Linked DNA regions of Sus scrofa: regions 1 and 2 are each linked to region 3. A link is a contact called in public HiChIP or PLAC-seq data. All regions are on one chromosome and are shown on one strand. Each heading gives the region's core, a stretch centred on a gene start, on an enhancer-like site or on the middle of the called end of the contact. The rest is flanking DNA. Distances are from core to core; before and after follow the strand shown. Region 1 holds the start of C1H6orf203. Region 2 holds the start of LOC100521350 (transmembrane protein 256-like). Region 3 holds the start of QRSL1 (glutamyl-tRNA(Gln) amidotransferase subunit A, mitochondrial).

What was found. HiChIP or PLAC-seq counts read pairs in DNA pulled down with a chosen protein or histone mark.
Region 1: an H3K27ac HiChIP or PLAC-seq map of alveolar macrophages shows a contact between it and region 3. The contact joins the promoter of C1H6orf203 here to the promoter of QRSL1 in region 3. A contact is called at or near these places in 4 of 47 Hi-C or Micro-C datasets (heart right ventricle, liver and skeletal muscle) and 1 of 2 datasets of contacts at active chromatin or transcription factors (alveolar macrophages).
Region 2: an H3K27ac HiChIP or PLAC-seq map of alveolar macrophages shows a contact between it and region 3. The contact joins the promoter of LOC100521350 here to the promoter of QRSL1 in region 3. A contact is called at or near these places in 2 of 5 promoter capture datasets (fetal liver and liver), 8 of 47 Hi-C or Micro-C datasets (blood, embryonic fibroblasts, fetal heart ventricle and 3 more) and 1 of 2 datasets of contacts at active chromatin or transcription factors (alveolar macrophages).

What each region holds. Positions count from the first base shown.
Region 1 is chr1:73,160,397-73,164,366 of Sscrofa11.1, forward strand. It overlaps C1H6orf203, which reads left to right and starts at 1,934. Exons shown (of 4, transcript XM_021090591.1): 1 at 1,934-2,038.
Region 2 is chr1:73,128,150-73,132,261 of Sscrofa11.1, forward strand. It overlaps LOC100521350 (transmembrane protein 256-like), which reads left to right and starts at 2,617. Exons shown (of 2, transcript XM_021084607.1): 1 at 2,617-2,821; 2 at 2,824-3,127. The coding sequence starts at 2,617. The coding sequence ends at 3,050.
Region 3 is chr1:72,814,277-72,818,286 of Sscrofa11.1, forward strand. It overlaps QRSL1 (glutamyl-tRNA(Gln) amidotransferase subunit A, mitochondrial), which reads left to right and starts at 1,325. Exons shown (of 12, transcript XM_005659343.3): 1 at 1,325-1,478. The coding sequence starts at 1,455. It overlaps RTN4IP1 (reticulon-4-interacting protein 1, mitochondrial), which reads right to left and starts at 1,262. Exons shown (of 11, transcript XR_002343682.1): 1 at 595-1,262.

The sequences.
Region 1 (3,970 bases), core at 684-3,183, 350 kb after region 3:
GAAATTTTACTGTTTATAATAATGCTGATTAACTTCTATTACTGGTGGATTTAATGATATAGTTGTAGTCTTTTACAAACAACTTAAACTACTAAATGCAACTGTGTATTACCTGTGGAAAATGTCAACAGTATAAACTGAATTGATATAATACATGAAGTTCTATTACTTCAGCACTTGATATAATTTGTAACTGCCTTTTCTTATTGCACAAATGCAATCAAGCAGCCTCTGCGGGAAGCAGCGAAATGAAAGCAGATGCAATGCAGACCTGGTATATAGGACAGGAAAAGGAAGGCGGATGCTCTGAAAACAAGAAAAAGAAACACATAATTTAACAGAGCATGTATCCCTATAAGTAATAATGTGAACATGTATGAATCCTCTTGAAACAGACTGTCCCTTGGAAGCTCTTCCTTTAATTTCTGGCTCATCTTTTCACACCATGAAAAGGCAGTATTTTCAGAGTTGGGTTTTGTTTGTTTTGTTTTGTTATCTAATCACCCACTGACTGACTGGTAAGGTGATCTCTTAGTTCTTGAAAATATGTTCTGAACTTCCCTTTTATTGTCAGAAAATTCTGGTGGGTGTGTGCATTTTTCTGGAGACAATATCTATAACTCAAAGATGTTCACAGAGGTTGGTGATCACAGAAAAATCCAAGGCCCACAGCATTAAAATAAGCTCTTGTGCCAAAAATAAACCCATGCACCAATGGTCAACTAATCTATGACAAAGGAAGCAAGAATATACAATGGAGAAAAAGTCTCTTCACTGAGTGGTGCTGGGAAGATTGGACAACTACATGTAAAATAATGAAATTAGAACATTTTCTAAGACCACATACAAAAATACACTCAAAATGGATTAAAGCCCTAAATGTAAGACCAGATACCATAAAATTCCTAGAAGAAAACATGGGCAGAACACTCTTCAACATAAATCATAGCAAAAATTTTTTGGATCCTTCTCTGAAACAAAGGAAATTAAAAGCAAAAATAAACAAAAAGGATCCAATTAAACTGAAAAGCTTTTTCACAGCAAAGGAAACCATCAACAAAATGAAAAGACAACCTACCAAATGGGAGAAAAAAATTGCAAATGATGACTGCTAAGGGGTTAATATCCAGCTGACATAAACAGCTCACCAAACTCGACAACACAAAAACGAAAACAAAAACCAAGCACTAACCAGATTAAAAATTAGACAGAACTGAATAGAAATTTTTAAAAGAGGAAATAAAGATACAAACAGGCACAAGAAAAGATCCTCATCATCGCTAATCATCAGGGAAATGCAAATCAAAACCACAGTGAGATATCACCTCAGACCTCTCAGAAGGGCTATCAGCAAAAAGACCACAAAAAAATGTTGGTGAGGCGGGGGAGGGGTTGGTCGGGAAGCTGGACAGAGAAAGACAAATACTCGATGTTATCACTTATATGTGGAATCTAAAAAAATACAACTAGTGAATATAACGAAAAAGAAACAGACGCTCAGCTATAGCCAAAAAACTAGTAGCTACCTTTGGGGAGAGAGAAGGGGCGGGGCATTCTAAGGGTAGGGGATTAAGAGGCACAAAAAATAAGCTACAAAGATAATATTGTTCAATATGGAGAATATAGCAAATATTTTATAATAACTCTGAGGAGTACCACCTTTAAAAATTACAAATCTCTATATTATACACCTGTAACTTATATAATGTTATACATCAACTATCTTAAATGAAAAATAAGTCAACTAATTTAAAAAAATAAAGCTCTCTTCAACCATGTGTAACCACCAGGCTCAGGCTTCCGGCTCGGCTCAGAGACGTGTCTGTCCTCGGGGCTGCCCTCCCGGCCCAGTCCGCCCGGCCGCGTCTTCCAGCAGAGGTCGCTGCGCCGCCGACGCCGCGCCCGAGTGCCCCGCCCAGCCCGCTCTCACTGCGCCGGCGCCGACGGAAGGGGCGGGGCGAGGCCAGGGAGGGGCCTGGAGGCCGGCGGTCTCGGCCTCGGTGGGAGACCGGGTGGGAGGAGCGGCGGTGACGTGCAGGTAACTGCGCCCCGGCCGGGCGTGCAGTGCCCCCGGCCCGCGCCCCCTTCTGTTGCTTCACCGCGCGCACGTGGCAAATACGGGCGTGGCGTTCTCCTGTCCTCTCCCTGCGGTGTCAGGTCTCCGCGTGAGTCTCTCGCGTCCTATCCTGGCCAGGTCGGGCCGCTCCGGGGGCTGCAGGGTCCGTGGGAACCCGGTGGGCAGAGGCGATCTGCCCCGGGCCCGGCAGCACCTGCTTGCTGCAGACACAGACCGTGAGCTCGAGGACTCTGGTGTCCTGTTTCCCTTGACCTTGAGGACCTGGGAAGGTGCGCAGCCCGAGGGGTGTAGGGAGGGAGCAAGGGGAACCCGACCTTGTCTCAGCATTTCGTCACTCTCCGAGGTCTCTAGGAGAAGACAGGATTTTTAGTTGCAGTTGACCTAAAAGCAGTTAGATCAGGTTCGCCACACAGAGTAGTTAGGCTTAAGAACGTGGAGAGATTCCACATGTCCCGCAGGTCACGGACAGCGTTGCCTTCGCACTCCACTCATTACTTTTTTTTTTTTTTTTAAACAGCCTTCGTTTATTTCACAGATTTTATATCTGTCTTGAAGATCTCGAAACCTCGTTCAGGTTTCCTGCCACGATCATCCATCCCCTTTTAGGTTCACGCTGCCACCAAAGAAATCTTTTAAAAGGCACTCCTATGGGATCACTTCTCTACTTAAAATCTTTCTAGAACTCTCATGCTTTCTGGGTCAAGTCCACACTTTGATCTGGAAGCCCCTTGGAGATGTAGCCTCTTGCCCTTCAACCCAGGCCCATCTTTGTTCTTCATCCCAGTGCACTGGTTCTTCTGGTGTACTTTGATTTCACAGTATTTAATGAAGCATTTACCACGTGCCCAGCACTGTTCTGGGCACTTGGGATTGACACAGGCAAACAGGTTATATTCTAGTAGAAGAGACATCAAAAAACAAAACTCCCATAAAGTGTATAATATGATAGCAGGTAGTAAGTGCTGTGGTGAGAGAAAGTAGAACAGAGTAAGGGGAAATTGGGAGGGCAAGATGCCTGTTAAATGGAGTTAGAATGAGTAGACTTTATGGAGGTGAAGATGAGTTATCCACAGGTAGCTGGGCTAACAGTGTTCTCTCGAAGTTGGAACAAAGAATCCCCAGAAGTGTACCTGTTGTTTTGAGGATCATTGGGAAGGAGCTGTGTGAGCAAGAGAGGCAGGAGGTGATGAGGGGCCAGATTGCACAGGGCCTGTAGGCCAAGGTAGGGATTTTGCTTTTCCAAGTGTTTTTTTAGGGTTTTGAGGGAAGGAATGGCATACTATAAATTAAAAGACTCACTTTGACTGTTCTATGGAGAATAGACTGCAGGGGGCCTTTTAGTAATGCTGGTGATAGATGAGGGCCTGAATCTGGTAGCAGTGGAAATGGTGACAAGTGATGGGATAATGGCCATGTTTTGGAGATAAGCTAACATCATTTCCTAATATAATGGATCTGGGTGGAAAGAGAAGAGTCAAGAGTGACCGGAAGCTTTTGCCCTCGGGAACTAGGAAGGTAGAGTTACAATTAACTGAGATGGGGAAGGCTGCAGGTAGAGCAGGTTTGGGTTGGGATGTATCAGGAGTTTGTTTTTGGACAAATTAAGTTTGAGGTGCCTGTTATGCACTCAGATGGAGATGTTGAATAGCCACTTGGATATTGTATCCGTGTCTCCAAGACTGCCCCTTGGTTCATTGATTTCACTAGGAAGACTCAACAGAACTCAGCTGTGGGTCATGGCCATGACTGATTACAGCAAAAAGATGCAAAGCACAATATGTAAGGGAGAAGATGCATGGGACAAAGTCTGGAGTGAACCGGGTGCAGTCTTCCAAGTGTCCCCTCCCAGTGGAGCACAAAGGACATGCTTCATTCTTCCAGCAAGAATTGTGA
Region 2 (4,112 bases), core at 1,367-3,866, 320 kb after region 3:
ACCTCATTTGGAAAATGGGCTAATAACACCTGCTTCACAGGGGTAGGCTCTTCACTGAGGTAATACGAATGTTTAGCAGAGGGCCTGGCACATATTAAGGACTCACTAAGCTGCCACTTCTATTGCTGTAGGATATGTTCAAGATAGTGTGACTTTTGAAGTCTTTCATTTGTATAGCACTTGTTCTTTTTTATTTTATTTTTTTTATTTTTTTGTCTTTTTGCTATTTCTTGGGCCGCTCCCACTGCATATGGAGGTTCCCAGGCTAGGGGTCGAATTGGAGTTGTAGCCGCCGGCCTACACCACAGCCACAGCAACGCCAGATCCGAGCCACGTCTGCAACCTACACCACAGCTCACAGCAACGCCGGATCCTTTAACCCACTGAGCAAGGGCAGGGATCGAACCTGCAACCTCATGGTTCGTAGTCGGATTTGTTAACCACTGCACCACGACGGGAACTCCACTTGTTCTTTTTTTAAGCATCATGGCAGCGGCATTTTATATGTCCATCTATGAGGTCAGTAAGACAAATGGGATTAGTTTCATTTTCATCTCCGAGGCCCAGAGAAGTTAAGTAACACAGCCACAGAGCCAGTTATCATGACTCATCTAAAGTCAGAATCAAAATTTCCTGATCCAGGTCTCAAGGTTTTCTGCTTTGCCAACAAAAGCAGAGGCATATCTTCCTATCCCATATTCTCTTTGTCAAGCACTAAATGTTTGCTGGTTGAATAGGCTCATATTAAGGGAGCAAGTTAGGAATTCCCATCATGGTGCAGTGGAAACGAATCCGACTAGGAACAATGGGGTTGCGGGTTCAACCCCTGGCCTCGCTCAGTGGGTTAAGGATCCGGCGTTGCCATGAGCTGTGGTGTAGTTTGCAGATGTGGCTCAGATCTGACGTGGCTCGGAGCTGGCGTTGCTGTGGCTGTGGTGTAGGCTGGCGGCTACAGCTCCAATTCGACCCCTAGCCTGGGAACCTCCATATGCTGCGGTTGTGGCCCTAAAAAGACCAAAAAAAAAAAAAAAAAAAAAAATTAAGGGAACAGGTTAATTTGCCTTTTAAGCTAAAATGATAAATTCTATTCTATGGAACAGGAGGTTTTTTTGACATTTTTAGCACTTAACAAAATTGATATGAAATCTAAGATACTCTATGCTTTATAGCAGAAATGGTGGCTGGAATAATTAAGTGATGTGTTTAAATTCTATTCTACAATTTGGTGCTATTATTTATGTTCACAGTACTCCTCCCCCTTATTCCGTGCCGTCCTTAAATGCATTAAATTCTATACATTTAATATTTTGATCTATCCTGGGTTTCTTTAGCTAAGCTTTGTTCCACACACAGGAACTCTAGCCTGCTCCAACCGAGATAGCAGAGAAGGTTAAAAAGTGAATGAGCCTTTCAATCTAGTCCCTGGGCTAGAGCTTGTTGAATCAGCTGGAAGAAGTCCAGCTTGACTCTCTGTGGGGACATGCTGCCCCCTGCTGGCGATAAGAACTCCTCCGCTCTCAAGAGTCAAAAAATAAAATAAACCCCTCCTTTGTGCCTACTATAAAAGCCTTGGATTTTTGAAGTCTTGTAAAGCTAGTAAACCACAATGAGCTTCCTTGACTATTAGTTCCTTTTTACCCTCTAAAGACTCTCAAAGAAATTCTCTCAGGTCTTGAGCTGCAACCAAACTAGAAAACAAATGTAAAGTGTAGGAGATGTATTATTTTCAAATGCAAATTTAGTAGGATGATGCCTACCTCTAAGCATCCCGGGGATTTTTTTCTTAAGGAAATGAAACAAAAGGAATTGGCTTTGGCCAGCTTAAATTCTTTGGTTAGAATTTAAATTCCACTGTGTTCATAAGGAGGTGAGAAAGCCAGCCTTCATCCATGCTGATGGGATTATGGAAAAGAATTTGACATCTTATCAATAGTAAAAATACATGTCCCCTTAGACCTCACAGTTCTAATTTTAGGAACTTAGCCTACAGATATACTTGCAGAAAGACAAAAGGGAATAAGTTCAAGAGTATTTTTCAGCACTGCTTCTAACAGTAAAGGATTGGAAATCACCTAATTATCCACAGATAAAGCCTCAACTAAAGAAATGGTGGCATATCCATATCACTAAATATTATAAATCATTGAAAAACATACATAATATGTACTACAAAGAAAAATCTCCAAATAAGTGGAAAAAAAGTAAGGTACAAAACAGTGTATGCACTACCATATTGTCTGTGTTTATTTATTTTATTTTTATTTTTTTGTCTTTCTGCCATTTCTTGGGCTGCACCAGGGGCATATGGAGGTTCCCAGGCTAGGGGTCGAGTCAGAGCTGTAGCCACCGGCCTATGCCAGAGCCACAGCAACACGGGATCCGAGCCGTGTCTGCAACCTACACCACAGCTCATGGCAACGTGGTATCCTTAACCCACTGAGCAAGGTCAGGGATTGAACCCGCAACCTCATGGTTCCTAGTCAGATTCTTAACCACTGAGCCATGAGGGGAACTGATTGAACCCGCAACCTCATGGTTCCTAGTCAGATTCTTAACCACTGAGCCATGAGGGGAACTCTGTATTATTTGTGTTTAAAAAAAAGAAAAAAGAAATGAACGCTGCCGGGATTGGGCACCAGTGGCCCTCATTTGCATGGAAGATCGGGATTAGCTTGCCTCTTGGGTGGCCCAGGCGGTGTTCATTCTTTGCCATGCGGTCCGGGGGCTGTTTTCCGCAGTTTGGGTGCCTTGTCCGCAGCTGGGGCCTTAGGATTGGCCTCCTACGGAGTGCACAGAGCCCAGTTTCTGGATGCCTACGGGAAAAGCTCTTTGACAAGGCCAACAAACACCACTTCTTACACAGCCTGGCCCTGTTAGGGGTGCCCCTGTGCAGAAAACCCCTCTGGGCTGGGTTACTGCTAGCTTCTGGAACCACCTTATTCTGCACCAGCTTTTACTACCAGTCTCTTAGCGGAGACCACAGCATCCGGACTTTGGCCCCTGTAAGAGGGAGCCTGCCAATTTGGGGCTGGCTTGCCTTGGCTCTTTGAGCTTCCTTGTGTTGAATTTCTGGGTGCTTTTTCAAGAAATGGAACAGGGAGGGCATTAAAAGAGAAAGGCAAATTAAAAAAAAAAAAAAAAAAAAAAAGATGGAGTTCCTGTTGTGGCTCAGTGGGTTAAGAACCCTACAAGTATCCATGAGGATGTGGGCTGGAATCACTCAGTGGGTTAAGGATCGGGTGTTGCTACAACCTGAGGTGTAGTCATAGACCAGATTCAGATCCCACATTGCCATGGCTGTGGCATAGGCCTGCAGATGCAGCTCTGATTCAACTCCTAGCCTGGGAACCTGCATATGCCTTAGGTGTGGCCTTAAAAAGCAAAAATAAAATAAAATAAGAAAAAGTGATTATTTCCAAAGGGATAGTGAGAAATTGAGAACTGTACTTGCCACTGAGGAAGGGAACTGGCTGGCCAGGGCATAGAAGTAAGACCCTTTTTTCATTACATACTGGTTAATACTCTTTGAATTTGGTGCATTATTCATTCACAAATAAATAATCATTTAAATAAAATAATGTTAATACAGTCTGGGGGGAGTTCCCATCGTGGCACAGCAGAAACGAATCCAACTAGGAGCCATGAGGTTATGGGTTTGATCCCTGGCCTCGCTCAGTGGGTTAAGGATCCTGCACTACCATGTGAGTTGTGGTGTAGGTTGCAGACACAGCTTGGATCCCACGTTGCTCTGGCTGTGGTGTAGGCTGGCATCTATAGCTCTGATTTGACCCCTAGCCTGGGAACCTCCCATATGCCTCGGGTGAGGCCCTAAAAAGATAAAGGACAAAAACATATATAAATATATATATACAATCTGTGGCTGGCTCCCATAAAGCAAACATGTGGAAAACTTTTTCCAGCCCCTGGGGGCTCAGAATTTCATCCCCCTTCCCTCAGGAACCCTCCGTCCATAGTTCATTGGTTTCTGATCAGAAATTACAGCATTGCCTCAGTTCATTCATCCTACAACAACTATGAGACCAATCCTCTTAAGTCCAGACGGCACATGCAAAAAAGCTTTCTGGAGAAATGAAGAAAAATGAAGAACAGAG
Region 3 (4,010 bases), core at 75-2,574:
TTGGAGTTCCGTTGTGGCTCAGTAGGTTAAGGATACAGTGTCATCACTGCAGCAGCCCAGGGGGCTGCTGAGGCGTGGGTTTGATCCCTGACCCAGGGAACTTCCACATGCCATGGGTGCTGCCAAAAAAAAAAAAAAAAAAAAAAAAAAAAAGCAAGCAAGCAAGCTAGCTGTGTGGCTAGTGGGAGGGCAAGTAAGAACTAACATAGAAATGCAAGTTCTGAAATGTTGTGAAAACATGACCATGCCTCTAAAATCTGTGATGAACCTCAAACTATCATAAAGTTCCCAGGAGAGTGTACCAGAAAGTTAGCTGTGGATACAATTCTCAAGTCCCAATTTACATCTTAAGGTAGCATAGAAGCAATTCAAATTTCTATTTCGTAAAAGATGAAAGCATACCACGAACATTGCAATTTCAAAAATTTTGGAAACATTATCTGCTGAGATACTGTGAAAACCCTAAACAAATCCTTTGTGTTAGCCAAAAACGTGTAGTCAATAATAAATGATTTTTAAAAACGGACCCCAGATGAGACTGTCTGAAGAGAACACAGAAAAAAAAGGCAATGAGGAATGTCTTTTGAAACTTACTTCTCATATTAACATCTATAGGGTTTATACTCGCAGCGTGAACTTTGATAACGACTTCATTTGGATAGTGTATCATTGGTAGCATCATGTTCTGAGTAAATCGAAGCACTTCATTATTCCCATATTTATCTATCACCCAGGCGGGCATGACAGTGCTCCTTGGAGAGGTAGTAGTAATCTTTCTAACCAAAGGTTTCTCTACAATTTGGTTTCTCCAGAAGCAAAGAGCAGTGCATGCATTTCTTCTAAGTACACAGATCTTCAGAAATCCCATCGTAAAAAGAGGCTGAACTGCGTGCCCTAATTAAAAGGCATCTAGATCTAATCCTCACACCTGAATTCGGTCAAATTCTGACAAATACTCTGGCCGGTTTCAAAGATGAAAATTCAAAAATGCAGAGAGACTAATTGAGCGACCGAAGATAGTGTGCTCTTCGAATCCGGAAAGCTCCAATTAACGTCCCAGTCACTATTCTGTCCATTCTCCTCACACCCCCGCCCCTAAAACAAAACCCACAGAACCCTGTCCTGTCCCGGGAACCCTCGGTGAGACGAGCCGACTCCGCTCGCGATCCAGACGCCACAGAGAATCAGATGCTGCCAGTTCACCGCCGCGACCCCAGCCCGGAGTCTCCTTGCCACCCGCTCTCCTTCCCCGCGGAACTCGATCAGCGGCGCCAGCCAATCGTGTCCAAAGATCATTTTCCTCGGACTGCAAATCAGCCAATCTGAGTACTCGGTGCTGACAGGTTCCATGACGACCAAAGATGGCTGCGCCCATGTAAGCCGGCAGCAACCGCTGACCTTTGGTTTTTTCCCTGTCACCTGGCCCCTGTGGTGGCAGGCGGGGTACGACGACCATGCTGGGCCGGACCCTCCGAGAAGTGAGTGGAATTGTCTGCTGAGGGCCCAGGGAGGTCGGGAAGGTTCGCGGAGTCTTTGTTCGCTGGGACGCGGGGTGTCCCGGCCTTGCCCGCCTCCTTCCTTGGAACTGGGTGGGGGATTCCGAGTTCTAGGTTCTTAGTCTAGTCCACATACCTGTTCCGAAGTTAGGGTCTCAGCGGGGGATGCTTCTGCACCGAGGCGCTGTGGGGTGGAAATGCACACTGGCTTCTCTGGATTATTCGTTTGCTGTGGCTGGGTCGGGCCCCGGAAGGTCTCTTAGCGTGGGCTCTGTCAGATAAAGGGACTTTGGCTGGTCCTTATCTGGTTTGTCCCCTACACTCTTATCTGATGCAGTCCTCAGTAAGGACCCCGCAAATCTGTCCCTTGGAAAAGCCAAACTAGTGATCCTGACTTTTTTCCCCCGTTGATATATTCATTATCTAGGTTTCAACCACCACCAAGATACCAATGATTCTTTTACTCCTGTCTCCATTTTCTGGATATCACATTTCAACTCCAGGCTGCTTTTATGAATGTCTTCTGGACAGCTCCTCCACATGTCCCACAAGCACCTCAAACACAGTTTAACCAAAGTTGACTTCATTGTTGAAATAGAACCACGTCCATCATAAAAAACAAAACAAAAACCTAATTTCTGAATTCTTAATAGTCTCTTTTTAACGGCACAACTGTTATCACAGTGGCCTTTAAATTCTTTTTCATCGGAATATCCAATGAATCACTAAACCCTGTTATTTCTTTTTTGAATGAAGTTTGTAATCTGTTCTCTCTCTCTCTTGCTGCTGTTAGGGCTCTAAATCAGATCTCCTTGCTTTCTGGCTCAGATCTCTCGAGCCGGGGAGCTGTCTGCAGGCCTACTGCTATCAGAATCACCTCCCATCCCTCTTTAAAACTACAGCTGTGTCCCACGCAGGCAAGTCAGTATGATAAGGCGCAGGTTAAAATGGTTTAACCTGGGCTCCAGATGATTCTGCTGATCAGTAGCAATTGAGGACCCCCTCTACCTCTACCTTCTATCTTCCATGTGTATCTTCACCTGGGGAGTCTTTTTTTTCCAAACTGGAAGCCTTTTAGAAAGGTATAAATTATGAGAACTTTAAATAATAAACAGTTCTTCCCTTAAATACATTTTTGTTGTACCATCCTAAATTGCATTTGGCCTATGTTGTCAGTGACTAATCCAGTTTGTTCCTTAGAAATCATTTTTTTAACCAAAAACTGGTTTTAAAATTAAATACAACCTTAAAAATAAGGTATTTTCTTTTTCTGCCCTTACCCCTAGCACTATCTTTTTCATGCCACCCCTTCCTGATGTTGTCCAGTGAGCCATTGTGAGAAACAATTTTTACCTCAATGGGGAAAATGAAACATTTAGGGAAGCTGATCCAAGGAAAGGCCTTGGCAGGATTACTTTCACTTAATCTCTCTTTTCACAAATATTTATTGATGTCTTTTGTGTGCAAAACACTATTTGGTTATTTTCCCTGCCCATAATATATCTTCTGTTCACTCTGTTTTTTCCTCATCATTGTACCAATGCCCCAAATAACACCAATTATAAATTAATTTCAGGAGTTCCTGTTGTGACACAGTGGAAACAATCCGATGAGGAACCATGAGGTTGTGGGTTGGATCCCTGGCCTTGCTTAGTGAGTTAAGGACCTGGCATTGCTGTGAGCTATGGTGTAGGTTGCAGACTCAGCTTGGATCTGGCATTGCTCTGGTGTAGGCCAGCGACTATAGCTCTGATTAGACCCCTAGCCTGGGAACCTCCCTGTTCCATGGGTGCAGCCCTAAAAAGACAAAAGACCAAAAAAAAAAAAAAAAAAAAAAAATTAATTAATTAATTTAGTACATATCCTATTCTAAATATGTAAAGATTCCTGGGAAAGTTGAATGATTTATTTACTCATTTGTTGTAAATTATAGCAGTTCAATCAGATTTTTTTCTCTACCTCATCCTGGATGAGATAATCAACCTGAAAGGGAAAATTTGTGGAGGGGTTCAGGGAGGGGCTGAAAACTAGCATTTTGAGGCAATTTGGGGGACTTAAGTGGAGACTCGTGGCAATAGAGGAGCCCAAAGAGGACGCACTAAAAAGAGTTAAAATGCCAAACAGGAGGTGAAACTGCTGCTTGTAAGTTTTACCCTGCAACATTCAGGAGGGGGGAGGAGTCTTACTTTCACCTTCCTTTTTTGTGGCATATAAGCCCAGTGTTTCTAGGAACCTGACACCAGGCTAATATTATTAACCCTAAAGTTATATTAAATGATTGTTGTTATATTAAAGTTAATTATATATCCAACAGGCTTCTTGGGGGTTTAGCCTAAGAACATTTAATTACTGTTCTTTGGGAAAATAGATTTCAAAATTTAAACAACTCAGTTATTCATTTAACATTTGTTGATTTCAGGTAGTATAGGTGCTATGAGGAAAGAAAGCAGGTTATAGTGTGAGATCTAGTTGGGGGAGATGGATGTTTTACATGGAGTGGAGAAATCTTCCCTA